4 separate regions of the Mus musculus genome follow, and all the other regions are linked to region 2. The links are chromatin contacts, called in public ChIA-PET, Hi-C and HiCAR-type maps. All regions are on one chromosome and are shown on one strand. The core of a region is the stretch at or near the end of the contact, and the rest is flanking DNA. Distances in the headings are between cores, read along the strand shown.

Region 1 (6,656 bases), core at 3,505-6,004, 930 kb after region 2:
TTTCTCCCTCTCCCTATAGCTCCCATACAGTCTGGAGTATGTGCCTTGCATCTAATCCTCTTCCCTTTCCCTGGCACATTGCAGACAGTAAATTCAAATATGTCGACTGAGTAAAACTTTAGTTTCTTGGCTTATTTGCCAAAAGTTTTGTTTTGAAAGAACAAATATCAGGATTCTAGACCATGGATAATGTCAGACCCTCCATGGTCAAGCAGGCCTTCTGCTGCCCAACTTACAGTGCAACAATGACCCTGGGGCAAATTTGCTGGGTCTGTTTGGTCTAGAAGCTTAGACACTATACAATAAAACCTCTCTTAACAAGGCCACTCAAGAACAGGATATTCTGATGACTAAGGCAGAAAAAGAAAGGTCTTTTGTTTTGAGTCATTTGGAAAGTCTGTTTTGCCTAAGTCAGAACTGTGCAATGAATATGATTTTTGTCTCCAGCCACAGTGACAGTGATTCTCCTGTCTTTGTGAATGCAAGGATGTTAAGGCTTTATTCCAATGTAATTATTGTGGAAAGGAACCTCTTGGAAGAGATTGGGTTAAAAGGATTCTGGACTAAGCCAGGATCCGGGATGCTCATTTTAAGATGAGAGCACAGAAGGGCTTTATTTCTGTCTCCAGAGTAGACTTTTTCTCTTTAAAAAAATAAAGGAAAAGGGAGGGAGGAATAGGTGGATATAACCACAAAGTACATTGTCTACCTGTATGAAAATTTAAAGAATAAATAAAAATATTAATTAAAAACAACAATCCACACACACATAAATAAAAGGAATATTAATGAAAAATTCTAATTAAAGTCTTAAGGCTTCCTTCAAACCTCAATTTAATTTCTGTTCTAAATAGACTAATGATTTTTGGCTTAATTAAAACTACATTTGCTCTGTTTGATTTAGTGCATGTAGCTTTTCATGGGTCTACAGAACAAGGAAAGGGAAATAAGAGGCCCTGTGATAGGAGGAGGTGGGGGAGAGTGGATTGTTCTATATCTTTCACAGCAAGCCTTTGGTGAATTTATCGTGGTACCAGGGCTGGAAGTTTGCTGCGACAGAAGGGGACGTGATGTGATTTTTAGCAATGAGATGATCTTTCTTCCAAAAATAGATCCACCTGCTTATGAATGCCTGGCATTCCTGTAACTTGGGACACAGTCAGAAAGACCAGTTGTTTTCTCTGATACCCTTCCCACAGGCTGGCTGAGGCTCAACATTCCAGCCTTGAACTTTGGCTAAGTTTTACTTCACAGTCTACCTTAAGGCATGTGTGTCCTTTCCACATCTAGCTCCCAGATATTCTAACTACAGTTGATATTACCTCGACATTTTCAACAGAGGTAACATGAGAGGAGAATTTAAATTTTGCCCATTCCTTTCTCAACTTATGACGCTGGTCAAGTCCTTAACTGCATATGCAGTAGCTTGCTTCTATAGTAAATGTTAGTAATAACGTTTACTCGAGTTGGCAGGGCTCCGAGGAGGTTTTAATCAAGAAAATATAGAGCAATAATTAGCAACCTGATCGTCAACCAAGGTGAAAGTAGTTAAAACACTGTAACATCCACATAGTGGCACAGAGTATAGCTGTGGAAGGAGAAAGGACTTTTCTATATTTAGTGACGTGAGTATAGCATCCAGGACGTGAAGCAGCAAATGTAAGATGTATAGCAATGTATAAATGTTTATAGTGTGATATAGCTTAGACTTAGAAAGGAGAACATACAAGTATATACATTTATTTATACTAGTAGGGTAAATCACAAATTCTTTAAAAATTGGTTACACGTCATGAGATGGAAAGAATATGAAATCTGGGATATGAAAGAAATAGATTTCTTTCTCTCTCTCTCTCTGTGTGTGTGTGTGTGTGTGTGTGTGTGCACACACATGTATGTGCAGATCACCTGGAGCTGGGTTTTTAGGTGTTTGTGTGCTGCTCAATATGTACCAGAAATCAAACTCAGGCCTTCCGGAAGAGGATCAAGCAATCTATACCACTGAGTCACCTCTCCAGCTCTTTACCTTAACTTAGGCAACTTCTTAACTAACCCAAGTAAAAGAGAAAACAGCATAGCAGAGCCTGCTAGTCTCTGAAACCTTACTAGATATAAATTCTATTTTACAATAATCACCAAAATTGCTTTGAATGTCTTTCAGATACAAATCTCCAAATAAGCAAATAAGATTGTACATCTTGTCTAGGGAGACTGACTCTGATTCTAAGAATACAAAGAGGTTCAAGGCTTGTTTTGTTTTGCTTGGTTTTAGATTGAGTTATGTTGGCTAGTTACCAGTGACAACAGTTACATAATTATTAGGACTAGTGTTGCCATTTAGATTGGGATAAAAATGACGAAGTAATTAAATTAGCATTTTTAGAGGATGAGATTCCTAGAATAAATAAATAACATTAAAGTAAAAAAAATGAGTTTAATGAGTTTAAAAATTCACTAATCTTTATTTCTACTGAAAAGAGGTGGCATGAGTCTATATATAGCATGCGCTATTCTTTATAAAAATTACACATTTCCTCAGTATGTCTTTTGGGGAAACCAGTAAGTGTGTCTGTTCTGAGAGAAAGAAACTCTGGGTTCTGGGAACATGAAGTCTATATTTTGTTTCTGTCTGAAAGGAATCAGGTTCCTTGGAAAAGTGATAGATTCTATAGGTGGGGCAGAAAATATTTGTGATGAATGTGAAATCATGATCAGAATATGTGTTAACCTCAAGAAGCCCCACTGGCTCGAGATGGAGAGAAGAAGCCCCAACATTTAATGCACCAAATATGGAAAATGGGAAAGAGCAAAGGTCCTTGGGAGGGTGTTGGGCAGCAACCTACTCTTTGGAAAAAAAAAAAAAATAAAGAGTAGAGCATTTATCGTACCGCTTATTTGTTTTTCTTTTGTTTTATATCACTCAATTGAGGAGGGGGAAACTCTTCCTTCAAATTCTTCTGGCTAACAGATTTTGCAGGAACGACATAGAATGTCTCCACTTTGCTAATTCTAAAGGATGCTGGACCTAGACAATGATCATCCATGGACCACTAACTAATGAGTGACAGGAACCCTGACCATGGAGGCTTATCAGATGAACATTTTCCCTGCTCACTGATCAGTTCTAACATCAGCAAGTGGGGAGAGCTGGAATCATGGGAGTCCTGAGACAAATACAACTGAAACGGGGTCAGATCCTCCCTACACAGAGAATAAACTCTGTACTCTAATCACACGTTTGTATTAATTGTGCATGGTCACAGAAGAATAAATTATTTGACAGTATAGCATCAGTGCACCTATTATTTGAAACGTTCTATGGCCCAAAATTTCCATTTTCTTTTCAGGACAGAGGAACACGTGCATGGCAGAAGGCCAAGGGGAAGTACTATGAACCCCCAAGGACAGGGGAGACTGACACCAATGAGCTCAGTGGATCCTGAGCTGAACAGTCCAGAGGGAAAAGTGCATTTTGGAGGACACTCGGGTCCATTTGAAAGATGGCTTGCTTATCAGATTGTATACCATGATTATTAAATGTATTTTGCGTGATAGTGAGCGAGCTCTGAACTCTGGTCTACTAACAACACACAATGGCAGGCCTAGAGTTAAAGAGACACAGTATCTGGGCTAAGCTTATTACAAACACAAAACGATACATGAAACAAGGTAGGTCTGATTCAGACTGGGCTTTTCGGTTCCTATAGAGCATTCTTTGAGGGGTCACTTGAGGTGAGAAAACAGAATTTGGGTAAAATGAATGCAAAAATAATAAAAGGGAAGCTATGCTTAGCAGCATTGTCTTTGACGGGTAGCTATTTTGGCTAATATTAGATTATACTCAAAAGTACCAGAAATACCCCTATTGCCCACGTCAAGATAAGGACTTCATTGTCAAGGCCTACCAGTTCCTTGAAGAACTTCCTTCTGCTTCAGAAACCATCTTGATTACTGATGAAGAAGACAGGGCAGTGGGGTTTGTGTCTCTGCTTCTGTGGCAGCTGTGTTATCATGTCCTTTCTGTTCTCATTAGTCAACCAGAGCCGACTATTGGTCAAGAGAACTCTACCCAGCTCAGTGGAAGTTGGTTCCTTTAGGACAACCCACTGTTTTTTCCTTTTTCCTTTTATTTTTCTTCTTCTCCCAGGAAAGTCTTCAGATATTTTATCTAGTTCAAATCTCATCAATGGGAATCCCCCTTTCTTCCCTTTTGTGCGTTATCCTTGAGTTTATGTAAGGTGAGCAATTTTAAGTCCTCCTGAATGAAGCAATCTGGGCTAAAGTTAGAAAAAAAATATGAGAGAGAGAGAGAGGGGGGGGGGGTGGGGGGAGAGGGAGAGGGGGGGAAGGGAGGGGGAGGGGGAGAGGGATCGTATTGTCCAAGGCGCCTTCAAATATGCTCGCACAAACCACGTGACACAGACTCTTTGCTCCAGTAGGTTTTTATCCTTCTTGTATCATTAGAACAATCAAACTCTAGTGTTAGACCGACAGAAGATGGCAATGTATTAGTATTTCCTCACACTCTGCCTAGAGGGAATTTTGACCCCAGAAAGCAGTTCTCTGGCAGGAAACAGTGGGAGAAGACATGAAGTGAGACAATAGAGAGGATTTTCCAGGCTGTTTATCTACCCACCACCATGTTTTCCTGGGCACAGATCTGAGCCCTTAAAACCAAAACAACCTAGACTGAAAAGGTAACACAAAACATTCCCCGCGGCCATGGCTACGCAGTCCCTTGGTATTGCTGCCATCTATTGGCACCAGGTGGTAACACCGGACAAAGTGAAGCCCTAGGGTGTTTGGTGTTTGTTTCCCTGAATACCAATGGTCCCACAGGTAGAACAGACTTACTTCAGAGAGGGCGGATCATATGATAAGACTTTAGTGGTGAAAATATATGTATGTGATATATATTCTTGAGAAGGGCTGTGCGTTTGTGCTATCTTAACGTGCCCCCAAAGGGCTCCTACCAGCTGAAGAGACTAAACAGGGTAGGATTAATACCCACGAAAGCCAGTGGAATAACCTTCGCAGTTCTTCTGTGTTACAGCAGAGAATCCCATGGCCCTTTGCGGCAGGTTTTAGAGGATGGTAAAGATTTGTCCCATCTGAACGATTACTGTAAGTGTTGGGTTGTACTAAACTCATCATTATTTGAGGAAAGTGGTCTTTATTCAGTTTCTGTCTGTGTACCCAGTGGCTCAAAGTCTCTAAGCCATAGGGATTTTCTTGATCTTAGGACAGAGTCATGAGAACCTCTGGGTAAAGTGTTAGGACTATCACCCTACAGTGCATTTTCCCACTCTTCTGGATTCAGGCCAACAGTTAACGTTAATTTTTAATGAAATGACCTAACATATTTTAAAACAATTACAACTTCTTTGATTAGTAGGCAGCTACAGCTTGTGCTTCTTGGCTGTCCTACCTGAGCTTGGCTACCACTCTCCGGGGGGACTCCCCAGGTTTAGTATGTGGCTTGCCTGTGTCATGACACTGGAGACTCCTGCCACAGTTCAGGAGGTATACTGGGGGACATAGAAGCTACTTCAGAAGGAGGGGAGTCATTTAGGCCTTCTGTCTCCATGTCTCCGTTGTAGTTTATGTATATTCATTTAAGAAGCTTTTATGGATGAAATGACCTAGCATTAATTAAACTTATCTTTACAAACAAGATGAGGCGATTCTAATTGAAAAATTTGCTGATTCAACAGAATAAGTAATTACTAAAACCTTGTACCTAAAAATGAAATCAAAGTACAAATAATAGATGATATCAAGGAAGATGGAGAAGAAAGTTCAGAAAAGTCCACACTACTGTAGGTCCTGGTCAGTTTCTGGATAAGGAAAGAAATCCAGGTTAAATCAGGTGAGTCTGTGGGCCTCCTTAGAGATTATAGGGAATCCCCAGGACAACTAGCTGCAGCCTCAGATGATAAGATACACTCACCGTTAATTGTTGAATGAATATACCTTTATTCCAGAAAAAGTCCACTTATATGTTCACTGTAAAAGACATATCCAAGTCGCAAAACAGTACGGTTAGTTTCTGTAAAATGGCCTGAGTAAAAAACACACCAAGAAATTAATATTAAAACTAAAGATAATTTAGCATTATTAACATTAGGTAAAAAAATGAAATAATAAACTAAAATCTGAGAAGTTTGACCCTGGTAAATGCTGACAAAGTAAAAGTATGTAATACTCAGGGGTATTTTACAAATTTAATAATGTAGCTTTGCAAAGAAGAAAGCAAGAGCCCAGTACTACAAAGGACAAATTCATAATTCTACTCTCATTATAAGATATTTTAAGAAATTTACCTCAATACATTTTAAAAAGACAGTGATCAACAATTAAAAAGAAAAAAAACGAGATTTATACACACAATTAACACACAGAACCCAATACTTTCTAAGCATTCTTTACAAGCTTATAAAAATGGATTTCGTAAGGCCCAGTAATTGATAACAGGAAGATTAAGATCTTTGACCACAGTAGAATAATTAGAACATAAAAATAAGCAGGTGGCTCCCCAGACCTACACTTTCCAGAATAGGTACTTTTCAGGAGAGCGGAGTTTGGGTGGTAATCCAAGCAGTCTAGGAATCAGGCCAGTGACAGCATAGCCACTAACTTCACCCTAAGCTGCATGA
Region 2 (6,819 bases), core at 3,155-5,654:
AGAAGGAACTGACTCCAGCAAGTTTCATGTGCACATATCCACTAAAATATAAGGAAATTTATTTTATCTTTTTATTTTATTTTTGGTTTTTAAACAGAGTATTTCTGTGTAGCCCTGGCTGTCTTGGAACTCAATCGGTAAGCCAAGGTGTTCTCAGATTCACAGAGATCCACCTGTCTCTGCCTCCCAAGTAGGAATGCTGGGATGAAAGGTATGAGCCAGCACCAACTGGTATGAAACATTTTTTTTCAAGAAAATATATATTCCTAGGTGAGTACAACTCAAGAAGTAGAGCCTAGGAAGATGACAGACAGACAGAAGGAGTTTTTGTTAAGATCAAGCAGAAATGAGACAGACTCTTAGAATCAACAGCAATAGTTTTGGTCAGTTTGGTTTTGAGGTAGGATATGATGTGTTTCAAGCTAACCTACTGAATTTGCTATATAGCTAAGGTTGACCTTGTATACTATCTTAGTTTCAGTTTCCACTGCTGTGAAGAGACACCACGACCAAGGCAACTCTTATAAGGGACAACTCTTAACTGGGGCTGGCTTATAGTTTCAGAGGTCCTGTCCATTATCATCATGGCAGGAAGCATGGCAGCATCCAGGCAGACATGGGACTGGAAGAGCTAAGAGTTCTATATCTTCATTCAAAGGAAGACAGGAGCAGACTGTGTCCAGCCAGCTAGTAGGAGGGTCTCAAAGCTCACCTTCACAGTGACACACTCCCTCCAACAAGGCCACACCTACTCAAACAAGGCCACATCTCCTAATAGTTCCACTTCCTGGGCCAACCGTATTCAAACCACCACAAATACTGACTGACCTTTCTTCCATCTTCCAAATGCTTCGGTCTGGATGTGTGGTACCCATCCCAGATAACACCTACCCTATCATTAAGCTTTGTGGCTGATACTATACTTTCACTTTTTTAGTAATTAAGTAATTAGTAATTAAGTAATTAGTAATTAAGTTCATCTTTTCACTTTGTGACTAACCTTCAGGAAGAGCTCATTGCACCAGCACTGCTCAAAATATGATTGACTAGGGAGTGGCCAGGAACCTAAATGAAGGAGGAGACATACTGTTTGTTACTGAGAATCCAAATAGAAACACTCAACAGCAATTTTACAGAGTATTTTTCTCTCTTGACTCCTATAAGGCTTGAGCATATGTTAAGCATGCCTTTTTGATGTAATTTGTCTTGTATTTCATCAAAACGGAACACTTTGAGCACCTGGAAATGCAGACACACACCCAGACCGTCTTCATCCAGACTTTGATACTAGCCTCTAAAGTACCATAAGATGCAGGAGTGAGCCAGCATTGCTGGGAAAGGTGCCTTCACTTCTACTAGTTTCCACCTGTAAGGATTTGTGAAATTTCATTTAATCCACTCAATAACTAATGGGACTGACGCTATATAGCCTTTCCCTCTGAGAATAGAAAATTTCCTCTGAGAAGATAACTGGCTTGCAATGTGGAAGTCTGTCAAGATTTTCAGCTCTTCTGAAATCTTGGTGTGGGATTAATTGCCATAACAATGCCTTCCTGTTTTCTGTCATCATCCACACTCGTAGTTTCTTGAAGCCCAGTTGTTCCAGGACAGTCATGGCCATGGATGCCTATGTGTCCTTAGCAAGCAGTTTCCCCCATATGTCTGCTAGAAGAGTGACTTAAGCAATGCAGTATGGTGTGATCCCTGTATCACATGTAAGCCTAAGGTTTAATCTGTAACTGTAGCTTCCCCCAGCCTGAAGCGGTCTGGTGCAGCCCTTGTCACCACTGAGGTGGGGCCACCTGTGATGCAGCTTTTCGACTTGGCTGTTTTCTTTTGATGTGACAACAGCCCTGCTCTTCTCTGAGATGCTGCTACCTGCTGAGAGACTGAACCTGTCTTCCTGAGATGTTCCTGAACAAGCAACAGCCTGGTGACCAAGTGCTGACAGCATGGCAACAAAGCACCAAGGATGGACTCGGGGGGCCCTCCCCCTTTTAAACACAGTTTCTTAGTAAACTCTCAGGCCTTGATCAGAGAAAATTTGTTTGTCTTGGCTTCATTATTTCTCTCGCCATCTAGTCTCTCTTTCAGCCCCAGCCTGCCTTCCAGGAGTACCCAGTTCATGTAGGCCGGGCTGGCCCAACAGCCTTTGGAACGTGGAGGCAAGAGAATCAGGAGTTTGAGGCCAGCTTTGGCTACATGAGATGTTCTGTTTCAAAAAGCTAAAACCGAAGATAAAATTAAAAGTTATTTTCCCTTTCAGGTCAGGCATTTCCCTAACTTGAATTTTTTTTTTAGCCTTACATTGCAGTAATTTTTTTAAAATTACAGATGTACACAATTTTGTTATTAAAATGTATCTTCAAAACTTTATTTATTGAACTGTTATTTCATGAATGTCACAGACCATCCCTAGAAAGTAAAAATTACTTTTCGTCTTATCAATAGAAAATTGAAATTCAAAGAGCTTTAGTGACTGACATAAAATTATAAACTTGGACAATGGTCGGCGAGGACCAAGATTGCATGGGTGAATGAAACAAATCTCAATATTCTGTATAGTAAGTATAAGATTTAAAACCTGAGAACCAGCAGCTGGGCATAGTGGCGCACGCCTTTAATCCTACCACTCTGGAGGCAGAGGCAGGCAGCCCTCTGAGTTTTAGGTCAGCCTGATCTCCAGAGTGAGTTCCAGGCCAGCCAGGCTGCACAGAGAAACCTTACCTTGACAAACCAAGCAAAAACAAACAGACAGACAGACAGCTGTTACCCTCATTAAGTCTAGGCCATCTCCCTCTGTCACTTAATGTTTATGCTATGGGGCTCTTAGAATACTTTGAACTGAAACCTCTCTCCATTGGTGCATCTTTTAAAATATTTACCTTTGAGGAAAAAATTTACCTTTGGAGGAAAAAATAGAACAGAGCATGGTGTTCAGGTCTTATAATTCCAGCACTTTGGAGACTGAGGCAGGGGGATCAAGGGTTTGATGCTATCCTGGGCTACACAGCAAGATTCTACCCCAAACAATAGTTTTGTTTACCAGAGAATGGACCTTGCAAAGTACTAAATGCTCTACTTTTGTGACCCTAGCAGGTTCAGAGCCTAGTCTTCAGGAATGTCAAGTAACATTCACAGCAGCATATGTTTTGTTATATACTGACACTTCCTGAAGATTGTGACAGTTATCGTAGACACAAGTACCTGTATCTTCCAAAAGGCAAATCCAAAGATACTTCAACAAATGTGTATGGCCGCGGAAGCCATGACTTCCCAGTCAAGCTATGTTGAAGTTTACAAACTAAAAACGAAGAGACACAGTGATGACTTTTAATGAACATGGTAGACCAGCTCGGCCATTCAAATATGTTTAACCTCCTCCTCTTTCTCCTCCTCCTCCTCACCCCCCCCTCCTCCTCTTCTTCTTTTAAAGATTTATTTATTTTATATGTGTGAGTACACTGTCGATGTGGCTGTCTTCAGACACACCAGAAGAGGGTATCAAATCCCATTACAGATGGTTGTGAGCCACCATGTGGTTACTGGGATTTGAACTCAGGACACCTGGAAGAGGAGTGAGTCAGTGCTCTTAACAGCTGAGCCATCTCTCCAGCCCCTAACCTGCTCTTCTAACGGTTTATTGTATTGCTTGCTTTTGTCAGTTAAGCTGTTTTTGGTTTTAGTTTGTTTTATGAGACAAGGTATCTTCTTATCCCAGTCTGGTCCAAACTCATGATCATCTTCTGAAGTTCTGGGAACATAAGTGTGTCGCCATGCCTGCCAAGATAGAGTTGTTTTAAAAACATAACCTAAAACTGAGAATGCTCTTGCCTGCTTGCCTGAGACAAGTTACCTCACCCCTCCGAGTTGCCTTCCCGACGTAAAAGGAATGATATGGGAAACACAAGAGGGTAGCAATTTATCTAAAACATCTTTAATGCAGCAGATGTGGACAAGTGATAGCTACAACTAGTGTAAAAAAGGGATTAAGAGCATTTAGGTAGGAAACCAAAGTAATGAAGCCAGGTTCTTAGTCTTTTTGAACCGCAGGGCAGGATCCTTTATTGACTCCACCATAGGGTAGTAGTAGATGGTCTATAGGGAAAGGGATCAGGTAGCCTGAAATGCCCTTCAGCAATATCCTCAACTGCTCCGTTTTTGAGTAATCTGTTCTCATTTTTATTCTCTACAACTCTAGTATGGAAAATGGAGAAAAACTGCAACATTCCCCAGCATGAGTTTGGGAGTGAAAAAGGAAATATAAAAGAGGAGCGAAAGGCTCAACCTCCTGCAAAAACTCAGGGCTCAGAGCTCCGCCCCGATGTTTTTATTTTTCTCCTTGTCCCCGCCCCCCGACCATGAGAGAGCCCAGGCCACGCCCCCAAGCCGAAGTTCCAGACCCGGACTCGCCGACTTCTCCTGCTTACCCGCAGGGATTCCCTCACCAGCCAATCGCGTCTGAGCCACGGCACCGCCCGGAACAAAGATGGCCGGGGCGGCCTCGGGGAGGGCACATTGATCCAAACGCCAGGCGCACCCGCCGGGACAGCAAAGGCAGAGTGGCAACCGCGCGGTCAGGAACATGGAAGAGGGCAGCAGCGGCGGCAGTGGTAGCAGCGACAGCAACGCCGGCGGGAGCGGCGGGGTGCAGCAGAGAGAGCTGGAACGCATGGCTGAAGTCCTAGTTACGGGAGAGCAGCTCCGGTAAGGAAAGGCACTCAGTAGATGGGCTCTCGATTGCCCTATGCCCGCCGCGGTCCGGAGCGCACACGCCATCTGGCTCGTGGCAGGCGTGTCGCGCGGGGCGTAGGGACAGTTGCGAGCGAGTGGGATGGTTGGGTCGCGCTGCACGGGTGCCTGGCTACTGCAGCCCGGAGGCTAGCAGCTTCAGCCAGGCTGCGGGGACCGATGCCGGGAACGCGCGGTGCAGGCTGCGCCCTAGCTGGACTGCTGCAGCCATGCGTCCCTCCGACTCGCCACCACTCAGTGCGTGCAAACCCCCTTGCCAGGTGTTCCTGATGACTGTCTAGTCTGCTCGCTCCAAAAAGAAGAGATTTCGGATGGGACCCCAGTCCCTGCGCTTCCAGATAGAAGGCTCCAGCACCCATGAGTGCCTTCGGTTCAGCTTTCCTTTTTTTCTAGCAAGACATGCTTCCCTCATTGGAGCTTCAGGTTACTTTTATGTAAAACCTGGAGCATATCTGCGAGTGCTTTGACGGGTTGCTTCTCTTCCAAAACCTTTCCCAGTTCTTTACCTATCCCTTGATTGGCACACTTGGTTTCAGGTGTCACTTGGGTCCGCAAGGGGGCGTGAAAGTACCTTGTTCAGTGCCCACGTTTGGGACCCCGGAGTTGGCCCACCGCCGCGCACTTTTCCTAGAATTACCACTTTCCCATCTCACAGATCCAGGAACAAGCACTTACCCCCAGGGCTCTTTTGACATTCCCATCGCTTCCTGTTCCTTTTTCTTGGGCATATGCTTAAGACTTGTGCTTCCGCAGCTGCCTTGATATTGGGGGTTGTAAATCAGATTGCCACTCCAAATGAATCCGGCTCTGCCAGAACTTGAACCGCGAGCCCAGTCCCACCTGAAAGAAGTGTGCTAGCTCCCTCTAGCTCTTGGCTTGATTTTTCCGGCTTATTTCGGTTTCTAGATGGCTGTTTCCAGACTGGAAGGAGAGTGTTACAGAGGTTCCTGGAGGTCTGGTAAAGCACTTGGCTTTGCAGTGTTCAGTTTGAGGAAGTAGCTGTTGGCAGTCAGGACGGTGGAGTCCAGTGTGACAGAAGGAAAATCACGCATTTCAGTTCCTCGTTAAATCTCAACTGTGTGGCCAAAATTGAAGGGAATTAAAAACCTGTTTTCCTTCATCAAGAGTATTTTGTAATGGAGATGACGTAAAGTTTTTCTGATTTAATTGGACTTTCTTAATAATTTATTGTTTTGTTCTTTACTATATTGCTGTTTGAAAAGGCTTTGCTTGGGTGAGATTCCTTGCTTTTTGTTTCTTTTACAAACATCATTAAGACCCCCAGTCACTTTCTCCTTCTCGATAACTGCTCCTGAAATGCACATTCTTCAGCCTCCCCTGAGCGCTCGCAGGCTTTCCCACCACAAATCTGCAGACCTGGGACTCGGGCTTGGTTTTCTATTCCTCCGCCATGTGGCCAAGTGTTACCGTGACTCTGTTTTGAGGAAGGCTTTGAACCTGACAGAATCCTGGCCTTGCCCTTGACTTGGCTAGTGTAGAGCCTGGGACAAAGATGAGTAACACTAACTTTTACCTGGTAGTGTTGTTATGAGGATTATGTGGCGTTAGTGCAGGCACCGGTGGGTGCTGCTACGCACTATATGATCACTAGCCAGGGTAGCCATGTTTGGACAAATTAATTTACTCGTCTGAGCTATTTCCTCATCTGTAAAGTGGTCATGAAGATGAGAGTATTTCATGGGGTGCTTCTGAGATTCTGACTTCTGGGCTTCCTGTGTTAGTTAGCAATCCCCAAGGGCCTGCAGGAGTTAATTGGTGTCCCTGCTCTCTCTGCACCACCACTTTTGACACAGCCCCTCTGGTAAGATGTGTCCAGAGGGCCTGTGTGTTTGTGAAGGACGGAGGATGTCGGTCCAGGCTACTCAGGTTTTCCTTCCCTCTGCCACCACCACTTGTGGCTTCCAGCTTCTGCCATGTGTTCCTTCTGCGACTTTGGAACAATTGACTTGCTCTTTTGCCTCAGTTTCCTTTTTATAGAAGGGAGAATTAAAAGACAATTGGCTTACCATTTTGGGAGGGCTGAGATGTCACAACCAAATTTGAATT
Region 3 (6,663 bases), core at 865-3,364, 740 kb after region 2:
AATATGTACAGGACTTACAGTCCATTAAAGCCCACCTTTACTCATTTAATTTATGGTAATAAGAGATATCGAACAAATCTTGAGTTACTAAGATGTCACTATGCATACTCTGTTAGTAGGAAAAAATCTAAGCAGCCAGCATCTTATAGAGCCCGTTAGATATTTGAAAAAGTGAGGTCCCCCCCCCCCCAGAGGAAGATGTTCATGGTGTGTATTCAAGTGAAAAACTAGTCATGTGAACATGTAGGATTTAAAGTTATGCCTTAGTTTTTGTTTAAAAACCAGAAGTTGTATGTATGCACATGTATGTACACATACTTACACACACATACATTCACATACAAATCGAACAATCCAGAGCAGTGTGCTCAGTTTTAAACATACTTGTCTCTGGGAAGAGAGATATGAAATGGCTATTTTCTCTCTTTCTTTTGCTAGTCTTTTCCCACAGGAAATAAGTGGACATATTACCAAGCATTTTGTGTTTGGTGAACTCTAGAATAGATATGCTTATCAACATTGGAAGTGCATGGTGCCTATTGATGAAAATTCATGGGATCCATAAATAACCAGAACCATTTGCTCCCCCTTCCTCCTACAACCAGACATCCCCTCAGATAAATGACAGCCCACTGCTGAACCAAATATGTTGTAGCAACAGCCAACATCCTGTTCCTTCTGCTGATGTGAAGACTCCAGCATCCTCTCTATTAGACCAGGAAGTTCTTTGGGGTGGGCTTTCCCCCCACATCTTTTTTAAACCTGCTCTAAAAATATATCTAGTCACATAAATAGAAATGATGGAATAGCAAAAAAAAAATGTAGCCATCAAACTTCTGCGGTCTGGGAACTGTGGTCTGGAAATTAAGCATGAAGGTTCTATTTGCTAAGGCATCTGGCACATGCAGTAATGGTGGAGACTGGATGGTGAAGCGATTAGCTGTCTGGGAAAGTCAGGCTCAGGTTTCAGGAGTTCTGTGGCCCCACTGAATCATTTTTGGAGTAGCCTCTAGAAAATGAAACACATTAGGTCTTCGATTTGCCCACCATCTCAGGACAGAGAATTCCAGAGAAAAAAAATAAAAGCATAGAAATTCCTTCCGGGAGCAAAGCGGTTACCATTTCAGTGCCCAGAACACAAAAATGGTACGGAAACACTGACAACGGACACACACTTTTGTCACCATGTGGTGCAGTGCTCTGGTTTCATTAGACATGGTGGGATGGAAAGATGAGGGGCAGACAGACTCAGGCAACTCTATGCCCAGCCATGCGCCTTCACAGCTGTAGGAACGGGATAAAATGCACCTGTTAGAGCTTGCATTTCCTGTTCGACATACATGAGAGCACTAACACCATTAAAGTGACTTTTGAGGTTGTTAGTAATAATATCTCTCTCAAGTGGTGTGGTACCCGGTGCTCAGTATAAAAACTATACAGGCTGGCTGTAATGTAAATGCACGACACAAAGCAAGCAAATACAAGCCACATGCCATCATTACAGCTATTGTTTTTAACATTTGTTACTAGAGTTGTCTTAATTTGCCAGGCTTTTAAAAAATGGAATCAGTGTCAGGTCTTTTTAAAAAAATTAGAGTGGTTTAGTCCAGTGATAAATTAGGAAGTCTTAGCTATACCCTATTTCTAGCTATTTCTTTCAACAATCTGTTTTTTCCCCAACTTTTACAATTAACTCTTGGGAAAACTTGAACACTAAATAGGAAGGAAAATAGTCTTTCTTCTGTGTGCTTCAACCCCAGTTGTGACCAAGGCTGTGTATTAAACTTTCCCTTTCATTGGATGCTAGCAGTTGACCTACTGAAAAGTTTTCTCATTCTGAAGGAGTCTACTTAAATGTATTGATTTTTCCATGTCTCAGAGTTGGTTCAATATACTTAACACGCACGATTGCAGTTCTTCTATACACCCATCTTCTGAAGTTTATTCTACTTTGCTGGCCATGTCCTGTGGTTGCCTGTGTACAGGGAAGAGGTTTTGTCTTGTGGTTGCCTGTTGAATTTTTGGGTTGTTATGAAAGTCTTGTATATAAATGTTGATAAAGATTTGCAAAGAAGGAAACTGAAACAGAATAAGAGGCCGTTAGAATCAAGTGCCTGTCTTGGGTTTTTAGTTGCACAGTATGGCTGGGCGTGGCTCAGTGACTGCTCTCTGGTTCTATGCTGCTACATGCTCTCTGTGACCGGACCAGACCCTCATAAATTTGGATTCTGTTTTCTCTTTGGGGGAAGAGACTGCCTGAGTATTTGAGTCAGAGCAATCATATGGTTCTCCCAAAGTTTTTATATTTTTACTTTATAAACCTCTAGACATCAGGGTTTATGAAGAAAGTATTCAACTTAAATAGATTATTTTAAGCCAGGCAGTGGTGGTGCACGCCTTTAATCCTAGCACGTGGGAGGCAGAGGCAGGCGGATTTCTAAGTTCGAGGCCAGCCTGGTCTACAAAGTGAGTTCCAGGACAGCCAGGGCTAGACAGAGAAACCCTGTCTCAAAAAAACCAATCAAATAAAGCAAGCAAGCAAGCAAGCAAGCAAGCAAGCAAACAAACAAACACCAACACCACCTCTGAGGAAGCCACCACACGTAAGCTAGGTGGTACCTTCCTGTTTATACCTGTCCCATGTCACTTAATCATTTACTGTGCCTATTGTCTCACATCTTTATGGCTACTCCCTGAAGGCAAGCATTGGGGTCTGGTCTCCACTCCACTGTATTATACAGCAACACCCTAAAACCTTCATATTCACAGGACTGAGCCCAGTGTCTGTTACATTGCATGAACACAATAGTTATTCCGAATCCATGCTTTCATCTAAGCAATCATTCAATCATTATGTCTATAATGTGAAAAAAATTCAGTGGGATCATCACTGGATCACAGCACCTGGCTAGCTTGAAATTCCTTCATTAGTGATTTGTCTGTCAAGCTGGCTTTTCTAGGTGTTTCGTAACTCAGATAACACACACGTTTTGTCCGTCTTCACTTCTTCTCAATTGTTGTTCCCAGAGGCAGGCCTCTTTGCTCTGACTTGTAAAAATGGTGCCAGTACAATTTGTAAAATGTTCTCCGAGTCTCTGAAGGAAGATGCTGTAGAAAGGGAATTGATTACAAAATAATTGAATACACTGGGGGTGTATCTGGTTTTCTGTTTAAATGGAATCGACTAAGGAAGGGTCAGGGATGCTCCTTTGTTCAGGGAAAGATGTGAGAAGATAAGGAGGAGAAAGAAGAGGAAGGGATGTTTCCATCTGTCATGAAGTGTCAGGTGGAAAATGAAAGGCAGGCTGCCATCTTCCACGTGGAACCAGGTTTATGCATGAGAAAAGGGAATTCTGATTTAAGTATGGGAAGGGTTCCTGGTGAATACAAATGAACCCTTCCTCCTGGAGCCTCGGCTCCAATATACTACAACTCGGGTGCTGAAACCTCACAGAATAAGCACACAGCTTAAATATGACAGGAGGTTTCCAGGGAGAGAAATCTTACCTGTGATTCCTAGATTTCATTGAATTACCCACCTATTATTGCCAAGAGAACAAGTTGGCTAGGACAGAGTCGTAGTATAAAATGGAGACGTTTTGATGAGGCTAGACAATGCAGGGAGGTTTCATATGTCAGCAAAAGGACAAGTGAGGGAGTTCAGTTACACCAAGGAGGAAATACAGGTGTGTAGGGGAAGGGGAGGGCAGGTAGTGTGGAAAAAACCCACAGCCTTTGAAGTTTAATGAATTCATCTAGGCCAAGATCATGTTGTACATATTAAGACAATCTCGGAGACTATGCAAAGGTGTTTCCTAGTAATGACTGACAACTGGGTAGAGAGAGGGGTCATTTCAGACAGGGTGTTTTTTATGAAACTTCTTGTAGTCATTTTTCTCTGTACCTACTTCCACTTCTTTTTCTTGCAGCAGATTCTGATATCTTTGTGATTTGAAATTTTCCAAGCTACAGCTTATGTGCAAGAAGCCTGTCTCAACGATCATGCCTGCACCTGCCTTGGTGACAACTTTGGCATTGGCATTGGGAGAAAACATCTGGTCTTACAGCTGGCCCCAATTTATCTTTACCTTTACAAGTTTGTCTTGGGATTCAAGGGCTTCTTTCCAATTAACTATTATATAAAAAAGAGAAAACAAAACCAATTCCCCAGCAAGCAGCACCATCAGCTGCCAGTTACATAACCAGGAACCACCTACTTAACCTCTACAGCTTCCATTTATCATTTTTATAAAATGAAAATAATGCCAGTATGAGGACCAAGGAGAAAAAACTTGCAGAACAAATAGGTGCAGTTCCTGCACTCAGTGGGTACCCAACATTGTCGTGGGCAGCTTTTCTAAACTGTTCTCTTTCGCTTACCTTGTTATAGCTCAAACTAGCTATAAGGGTGCAACTTCTCACATTGCTCAATGAATTTTGAATTTCATAGGCCGTCTTGGTATTGTAGCCTGCACCAGATGTTGGTCCCCATACCCCTCACCACCCGTAGCCCATGAACCTCCTTTATAAACTAATTTATCTCATTAAAAAAACATACATAGTAAGAAGGGAAGACAATCAAATTGGAAGAGATAATTAGCAAGAGGCAAGCCTAAATGAACGAGGACAGGTTTAAATGGTTCATTAGACCTCATGGTAATGAGAAAGCCAATTTGATATTGGGGCAAGCACCTTGGCTAGGTTAAAGCTTCTAAAATCACTGGAGTTAGTTATTAATACATACATACATTCATAATACACATATACATATGTATTTATATTTTTTATATGTGTATTATATATGTTTGCATACACATATATATTCTATATACTTTTCTATATGTGATTATACATATATAATTTAAGGGTCTTTTTCTTAACATATGATCATTAATTTCCTCTTACATAAATTGAAAAGTACTCTGGCCAGCTTTATAAGAGCTGTCCTTAGCATTGTAAAATAAATAAATAATGTGCCCTTTTCTAAAATCTTTTTTAGAGTCACTAAGTCTGATCACACATGGGTGTTTCAGAGCCCTGCGCTCACACACACTTGGGCAATTGGTGATAATATGAGACTCGAAGGCTCCTCTAGATCCTAGAGCAGTGGTCCTCAGCCTTCCTAATGCCGTGGCCCTTTAATACAGTTCCTCATGTTGTGGTGACCCCCCCCCCCCCAACCATACTATTATTTCGTTACTATTTCATAACTCTAATTTTGCTACAGCTATGAATTATAATTGTAAATGTCTTTGATTCCCAGTTATCTCAGGCGAGTAAAAGGATCATTTGAATCCCAAAGTGGTCCTGACCCACAGGTTGAGAACCTCTGTCCTAGAAGAACCCCATCTTAAATACATCTAAAGAGAAAGAGTCCACGCTGTAGACTGGCTTCGCCATAGGCTCAGTTTGTCACAGGTACACAGTAGGGAAGAATTGAACAGCTTTACATTGCTTTAGTTCCTTCCCATCCATCCCCGTTCCTTCTCCTACTGATTGACCGCATTTTCCGTTTAGGTCACACCCTCCTGTTGAGCAGAACCACCATCGGTTACCATCTCACAATCCAGTGTGCCCAACTCTGTCATACGACTGAATCGGAAGTCCCTTGAAGGCAGGAAGCGAGCCTCAGTCTGTCAGTGCTCGGGACCTTGTAAACAGCTGTACACACCCATAGAGATGTAAGTGAGCAGAGCAGCAGCAGATAGAGGCGGAGTGTCAGGTTGGGTCATGGGGAGCATAGCAGACAAAAGCCAGACTGATCTAGGAAGCCAGAGCTGTTACATGTGAGGAACTGCAGCCTTGGAATGGGTTAACACCCAACATTCTAAACCATGACAACCCATAAATCTTACTTCACACAAAAACTATGTACCTGGAAAATTGGGGTATACTATTAGTTTTTATAAATAAAACCGAAGTATCAAAACCCAGGGGAAATATGTTGGACTAAGGGAACTCTACAACTGATTTTGCAAAAGGAAACATATTTGCACCAATTTATCCCAGGGGCCTGTGCTTGGGAACATAAGGCTTACTTGAAGCAGGAGTATATAAAACAAAAATTAGTAAATTGACATATCTGAAAGAATTTCCTGAAAGTCTTTTCCATCTAACCTGCTAACAGTGATTTACTCTATGTTTGAAATTGTAAATGACTATACGATAAAACGATTTGGGTCTTACGGGCTTGCATACGGGAGCAGTCAAAGACTTAGCCTGAGGTAGAGGTTCTCAATCTTGTTGACTCTCAGTTTTCTTATTCTTGAATTAAGAATAATGATTGCTCCAAAATTTATAAAGACTAGGAGACTGAATGGCCTTATGCATCTGAAGCATAGATGTATACATGTGGATGAAGCAACGAAGTTCAGAGGGTGTGAGGTTCGCTCTGGTTCTTTGGAGAACAGTTGATGGAAACAGGCTTGAATGTTATTCACTGTATTGTCTGTGACCAGGCAAAGACAAAACCACAAGAATAGGATATAGATGGCATGAGTGGGGATATCAACTGTTTCTTTCCTTTCCTAATATTAGGCCAAAGAATTGCATTATTTAATACATTGTGGATTGTGGAATTGCAAATGAAGGGAAAATATGATAAGCAAGATTATGAGTCAGCAGGAACTGAAGAGAAAAAAAGGGCACAATTTTTTTTTTTTG
Region 4 (6,555 bases), core at 3,849-6,348, 790 kb after region 2:
TGAAAACTATCAGGGAGAGTTGTTGAGGAAGAGAGTTGATATTGAACTCTCTCTTGCTTTCAAACACACACACACACACACACACACACACACACACACAGAGTCATGTCCTATCCAACAACACAGGGTTTTGGTCACACTGTGTGAGTGATTATATTTTAGAATTATAGGACTCCATATTTACTCGCATGGCTTCCTATGTGATATCTGCTTTCTCTCTTTAAAATGAGAATACAAAATTTTCTGATCTTAATTTTAATGAGTACTTGGTTAACACATTAGCTTACTTGCTGTGGCTGATTTACAATTTAAATTAGAATGAGAACTTGCACTCCTGGCTGGCCATGTGTTCAATGCTATCCCGAGGAGTTCTGCTCTCTCTGTAGTAGCTTTGTTTTGATAGTCAGATGTTTATTACATTTGACTTATAAAGCCCTGTCCTTCTTCATGTCCCTCCCATCTGAGTAAACCACACAACCGTTTCCTGCTCAGGGCTGCCTCAGACCCTTTACCATATTTAAGAAGTGGGGGAAAGTATCAGGAGCCCAGCAACTTCAGATGGTTCAACAACATGGAAGCCTGGTGAAGCTTGGGCTGGGCCTTACGTGGAGGATAGTTGAGCTGGGACATCAGATAGACTTCATACCTTCTAGCTATGTTATTGTGGCTCTAGGTAGATAACATAATGCTTTTGTTTCCTCATTAGGAAAGAGAACAACAACAGTATTGGCCTCATGGAGTTGCCAAGCAGATGAAAACAGAGCCTGGCACAAGCAGAATGCTCAAGAAATGCTAGCTAAGTCTCTCTCTCCACGATATGGTTAACTCCCATGGCCTCTGAAGGGCTTGTCTTCCAGCGCTGGTGTTTTGATGCAGATAGACGGATAGACAGATGGATAGATAGTAGATAGATAGGTAGATAACTAGATAGATTATAAATAATAGATTATGGATGACAGATAGATATAGATGGGTAGATAGATGGTGATATCAGAAATTGAGAGTCAAAATAATTCCTTTTTCCAAGAAATTCTAATTAAGAAATAACAACTTCAATAAGTAGAGCAGATTACCCACTTTAAACAGGGCATTTCTTGTCAATTTTATTGAAGCTGAGTACCTGCATCCTTATATTCTTAGTGCGCAGTTGTACAAGGTCACCCTATGACGTAAAGAGGTGACCTTTTCCTTATTTGTACTTTGCAGAAGACACTGACATTGTGCTAGGTTATGAGAATGTAAAATGGTGTGGAGGTGGCTCTAACAAGTCTCCTCACTGGGAATCTTTGCTTTATGCTAAATGACAAAAGGGAGGGTTATGATGTTTGAGCTGATGGTATGTGACCACTCCCACATCAGTGAGGACCACAGAGGACAATAAACACTTGGTTTCAAATAAGAGACACTGAGTTTGGTGCCTGAGAATGAATTTTGGTGGTAGAATATTTGCCTAGAATGTGCAAATCATTAGGCAACATCTCTAGCTAGGTGAGGGTGTAAAGGTGAGAAGATGTGGTGAGAAGGCAGGATACTGTTTGAAGTCATACCTTCCTTCATAGCATCACTAACTAGCAGACAATAATTGAAAAGTTGGGCTAGGGATGCCCAGGTCTCCTCCAGATGTCCTTACTGCAAAGCATGATGCAGTGTTCTTTAGAATGTCTCTAGAGAGCTTTTTACAGAACTCATTTTCTGGTCACTCTTTAAGAAGTACATGACCCTTTCTCTCTCTCTCTCTCTCTCACACACACACACACACAAATACACACACATACACACATATATACACACATATATACACACACATACACATACATACATACATACACACACACATATATACATACACACATACACATACATATACATACACACATATACATACATACATGCTCTCTCACACACACACATATATGCATACACATACATACACACATATACACACATACATACATATACATACACACATATACATATATATATACATACACATGTATACATACACACATATACACACATATACTCATACATATACATACATATACATACACACATATACACATACACATATATACACATACATACATATACATATGTATATACACACACACATATATATATACACATACACACATACACACATATACACATACATACATACCATACATATACATATGTATACACACACACACACACACACATATATATATATATATATACATACATACACACACACATATATATATATATACACATACACACATACACACATATACACATACATACATACCATACATATACATATGTATACACACACATATATATATACATACATACACACACACACACACACACACACTCCTTTTTCTAAGATCATTTTCAACTCCAGGTTGTTTCTTAATGTCCTTGGCAAGTTATTATTCATTAAATTCATGAAATATTCAGAGACAGGAAGAAGGGATGTAGTAAAGGACATGCCTGAAGTAAAATATGATTATTTGTCACCCCTTCCATCTGCATTTTCAGTATTGATTACAAACTGAGCAGGCACCCAGAAGTTTATAGTCCAAGCTACACTCTCACAAGATCCCACCTGTCCCTTGTCACCCAAACCAACACATTCTTGATCAAGAATTTTTCTCCTCTTTACTTATGTTAATCATCAAGCCAAACCAAATAGCCTTCTAGGTTCTGGATTCGGGGGCAGTGAATTAAATATGAAGACATCACAAATCTTCTAGACAAATCAAAATAAAATAAAATTAAAAAAAAGAAAAGCCCCTTTGTGTTCCAGGTTAGGAGGCAGACACATATTGCCAGTAGTTTTCATCTGCTGTCACATGCCAAGCAAGTTGGCTTCCCAGAGTCACACATCAGCACGACAGTTGGGTGAACAGGGAACTGATTACATTTTAGTTTAAGGGCTTAAGTCAATCACCACCACGTTATAAAGTCTAGGTTGGAATAGTGTCTCAGTAGCTGAGTTAATTTACTCCCTCAACCTGCATGCATGTCACTGAGGGATACAAGCTCCGGAGAGCCCCCTATCCAAATAAAGGATCTCTGAACAACTCAATCTGTAGTTAGGAAGAAGCTGAGAAAAATCGATGAAATTATCACGCAGTGTGAGTGCCAGCCAAAGTGTGTACTAAGAGTTACAAAGACAGAAAACCAGAGCTGGGGCAAAGGAAACGCTCAGAGTCCCCCACCCCCACCCCCATATTGCCACATCCAAACTGGTACTTCCTAGTCTATACCCATTGGATGATTATAGAGTTGAAGACACCAGATTTTCAGAGAGCGTTTCGAAAGTTCTTCATATTCATGGGCAGGGAAATCTGTTTACAAATGCAGAGTGGATTTCACACTTCTCCAGGAGACACCAGCAGAAAAAAGAAAACACTTCACCAGCTCTCCACCCAGGGGAACCTGGAATCCGGACTGACCGGCTGAACACCCTGCAGTGGAAGTGAACTTGTGCCTACATTGGCAACATCTTTCCCAGCCTTTGGCACTACTCAAAGCTGCACAGCCTCATGGACTCTCTCTGGTGCTGGAGGGAAGGGAAGCAGGAACGGGTGGCTGAGTTTTAGCATTCAAATACTGCCACCTCTCTCTGGCTTTTATTTTTATTTATTTATTTATTTGTTTATTTATTTATTTATTTATTTATTACCTCTCAGGTCTTCACAGCTGGATTGCCTAGGCTGTGAAAATTTTTGCCAAAGTAGAAAAGTACTAGAGCTGCCTAGAGTCAGTGGCCCTGCTTTACAATGTGGGCAGATGCAAATTCCGTCCACTCTCCATTTCCCGGTCCATTTCCCAGACTCCAAATTACATTTGGATTGTCCGCAGATAAAAATATGAAACCACGTGTACCGATAAGTATGAAACTTCCGACACCAGTGCACTAAAGCACTTCATCCAAGCCAGGAAAACCCAGGCACTCCAGTGTTTTAGTACAGCGCCCTGGGTCAGGGCCAAAGTGAAGATGAGTTTGCCCCCAGGTAGTAAAAGTTGTCAAAAAAGAAAGTCGTGCCACTGCTTTTGCAAAACACAGGCACTGTGGGGTTCTAGGGCTTTGGGGCAAGTGGCTGGTGAGTGTGAGTGTGCTGACGCGCAGAAGAGTAAGTGGAACTGCGGGATAAGGCCGGCGCAGGGTTAACCCCTTACCTTCCAGCAGCACTTCCTTGCCTGCGCGCTTCAATGCCTGCACTGCCTCGTCGTGGGTGGCGTCCCGCAGGTCTGCTCCGTTCACCGACAGGATGGCATCGCCCACATACAGGGCTTGGGTCTGATCCGCTGCCAGCCCCTTGAAGATCTTGCTGATGAGTATGGGCATCTTGTTTTCCTTGCCCCCTTTGATGCTAATGCCCAGCCCGCCCAGCTCCTGCTTCAGCACCTTCACGCCCCTCTTCTGGTTTGAGATGGACTCAGGTACCTGCTCCGGGAGGTCGGTGAAGGCGGTGCGGACCCCGGCGGGAGAGTCCGGGGCTTGAGCGACACCGGGGACCGGGTGCCCGGTCCCGGAGCCCCTGCAGAACGAACCATTGGTGGCAGCCCCTATGCCGTTGTACGCCGCAGCGCCCTCCTCGCAGCTCAACACCAGGGCGTCCTCGCTCAAGTTCACCAGAACTTTATGCCAGCGATCCCGCACCAAAACTTCCAGCAGTCCGCTCCGCTGCGCCCGGGCGCCTCCACCGCCAGCCGGCGCAGCCACAGCCGCTGCCGCTACCGCCATCTTTCCAGCATTCTTAAAATGCCATGTGATTGCAAACGGGGGAAAAGTAGAGAAGGGGTGAGGATGGGAGGACTCAGGGTAACCGAGGCACGGAAGAAGCAGATGCCTGGCAGCGCGCGCTCAGACCCCGGACTCCACTCCCCGTGTTCGCGGCTGCGCCGGGCGCCAGTTGCAGCGGCGGAGCTTGTTCCCCCTCGCCTGATCCTGGGCGGGGTGGAGCAACCTAAAAGAAGACGGAGAGCCCTCGACAGGGGAGGAGGGAAAAAAGCCAGCTGCCAGTTGCAAAACCCCAAACCGAGAGGAGCCTAGGAGCTGCGGAGCGGCCAAGTGCTGTAGAGAATCGGTAGGAGGAGGCAAGGGCGGGGACCCGGAGCCCCAGCCGCTCACCTGTTCGCCACTGCAGCGTCACACTCCCACGTCGCGCTGGCTCAGACCCGGGTGCCTCAGTTCTCAGCCGCACCTTGCCGCAGCTCCCCCAAACCTACCGGGTCACAAACCACTACCCCAACCCCGCCGCCACCCCCTTTTCTTCTCAACCCTCTATTTTCGACGGGTTTCCACACTCACCTTTAGTAGGTGCGCTCACTCTATCCTCTTGAGTCAACTCCCCTCTCTCCTCCCGCAGGTGTTTGAAGATCCAAGTCTTCCTCAAACCAGACCTTCGCTGCCTCAACTCAGTCTCCCTCCACCCCCATCCCAGGACTCTGGGAAGGAAACTACAGAGAGAGAGAGAGAGAGAGAGAGAGAGAGAGAGAGAGAGAGAGAGAGGAGGGAGAGGGAGAGGGAGAGGGAGAGGGAGAGGGAGAGAGAGAGAGAGAGAGAGAGAGAGAGAGAGAGAGAGAGAGAGAGATCCTAGGCTGTGCCAGAAGTCAGGGGAAAACTGTCACAAGAACATAGAATGAAGCCTCATCAAGCCACGTACTCCTATCCTCTAAGTCAATGCAAGGCATCTTTTGGGGGAGTTTGAAGACAAGAGGGCTTTCTTTCAGTACCTACCCTGAATTTCAACGGGGCACTGTCTGCCTCATCTTCAGGACACAGTGTCTAACTCAGTGTCTGCTCTTTGCATTGCTCCATACTTCCCCCAACCCCATCCCCGTGCCAGCCCAAACGCTTCTCAGGGCTCCCTCCTTTGTTCTTAGATTCCATATAGGAAATGTCTTCTTTAAAAGCTAAGAATAGGTTTGTTCTCCAAGTTCCCTGAAAACTGCTTGTTTGGCTCTTAAGCTGCTCTGTCCCAAGGTGATGGCATTGTAACTCTTGGTTCCGTTCCTAGGCCAATCAGGAAATGCCACCTTAACTGTAACCCAAGCCATGGCTGAACATCCCAGAGTTCTGCTAAGCAGGTCCCACACAGTTCACTTAAACTGTGTTAAGACTTACTGGTCTTCCTGCTGTGCCCTCTCCTTTCTCCAGATGACAAAATAAAAAGCAGAATCTGTTAATTCTGGAAGGTGAAGCTCCTGATAAGATGCCAGTAGGAAGAGGGTCTTCTGTAACATGCATGTCATCACCCCACTGTGATGGGTATTTGCAGCAAACAGCTCTAGTTCTTTCCAGACTTACTTAATCAAGGATACTTAAAAACTCTCAGGAATCCCCGTGAAGTCCCTGACAGGGATTACAGAACTCAATGAAAATACTTGAGACTTTCTTGAGAAACTGAAGTCACTACAGCTCACACAGGGTGTGCCACTGTCCTGCTCCTGTAAGTTTTAACTTTCTATACTTCAAAAAAAAAAAAATCTTCATTTTTTTTTTCATGTAAACCTGCCCACAACAGGGACAGGAGCCCAGGAAGTTCTTCAGTCCTT

The links. A called contact is a pair of places that touch in the nucleus more often than the background predicts. ChIA-PET counts read pairs in DNA pulled down with a chosen protein or histone mark. HiCAR-type assays count read pairs that join an accessible place to other places.
Region 1: a Hi-C map of the N1E-115 cell line shows a contact between it and region 2, with 8 times the contacts expected there. The contact joins the enhancer-like site here to the promoter of Deptor in region 2. A contact is called at or near these places in 12 of 39 promoter capture datasets (the 3T3-L1 cell line, 3T3-L1-derived adipocytes, the C10 cell line and 8 more), 24 of 484 Hi-C or Micro-C datasets (the AML12 cell line, the AtT-20 cell line, CD4 T cells and 19 more) and 11 of 115 datasets of contacts at active chromatin or transcription factors (astrocytes, bone marrow-derived dendritic cells, craniofacial prominence and 8 more).
Region 3: an RNA polymerase II ChIA-PET map of memory CD8 T cells shows a contact between it and region 2, with 5 read pairs. The contact joins the enhancer-like site here to the promoter of Deptor in region 2. A contact is called at or near these places in 4 of 39 promoter capture datasets (the C10 cell line, liver and pre-B cells), 1 of 484 Hi-C or Micro-C datasets (CD4 T cells) and 1 of 115 datasets of contacts at active chromatin or transcription factors (memory CD8 T cells).
Region 4: a HiCAR-type map of astrocytes shows a contact between it and region 2, with 2.8 times the contacts expected there. The contact joins the promoter of Sntb1 here to the promoter of Deptor in region 2. A contact is called at or near these places in 6 of 39 promoter capture datasets (the C10 cell line, cranial neural crest, hippocampal neurons and 2 more), 1 of 484 Hi-C or Micro-C datasets (CD4 T cells), 1 of 115 datasets of contacts at active chromatin or transcription factors (astrocytes) and 1 of 9 other capture datasets (liver).

The regions. Positions count from the first base shown.
Region 1 is chr15:56,042,322-56,048,977 of GRCm38.p6, forward strand. No RefSeq gene overlaps it. Among named protein-coding and RNA genes, the nearest start is that of Gm46516, 120 kb to the left of the region's middle. Within about 2 kb of position 4,755, at least 30 of the 459 cell types and tissues checked have an H3K27ac peak or open chromatin away from gene starts, as enhancers often do. A contact at or near this core is called in the N1E-115 cell line, liver and pro-B cells, where this site is marked.
Region 2 is chr15:55,107,913-55,114,731 of GRCm38.p6, forward strand. Deptor (DEP domain containing MTOR-interacting protein) reads left to right here and starts at 4,405. Exons shown (of 9, transcript NM_145470.3): 1 at 4,405-4,707. The coding sequence starts at 4,586. Gm9920 (predicted gene 9920) reads right to left here and starts at 5,670. Exons shown (of 5, transcript NR_045093.1): 1 at 5,428-5,670; 2 at 4,431-4,684; 3 at 3,208-3,304; 4 at 1,001-1,065.
Region 3 is chr15:55,849,162-55,855,824 of GRCm38.p6, forward strand. All of the region lies in intron 1 of Sntb1 (syntrophin, basic 1), which reads right to left. Among named protein-coding and RNA genes, the nearest start is that of Sntb1, 54 kb to the right of the region's middle. Within about 2 kb of position 2,115, at least 51 of the 459 cell types and tissues checked have an H3K27ac peak or open chromatin away from gene starts, as enhancers often do. A contact at or near this core is called in memory CD8 T cells and pre-B cells, where this site is marked.
Region 4 is chr15:55,901,851-55,908,405 of GRCm38.p6, forward strand. It overlaps Sntb1 (syntrophin, basic 1), which reads right to left and starts at 5,099. Exons shown (of 7, transcript NM_016667.3): 1 at 4,174-5,099. The coding sequence starts at 4,741.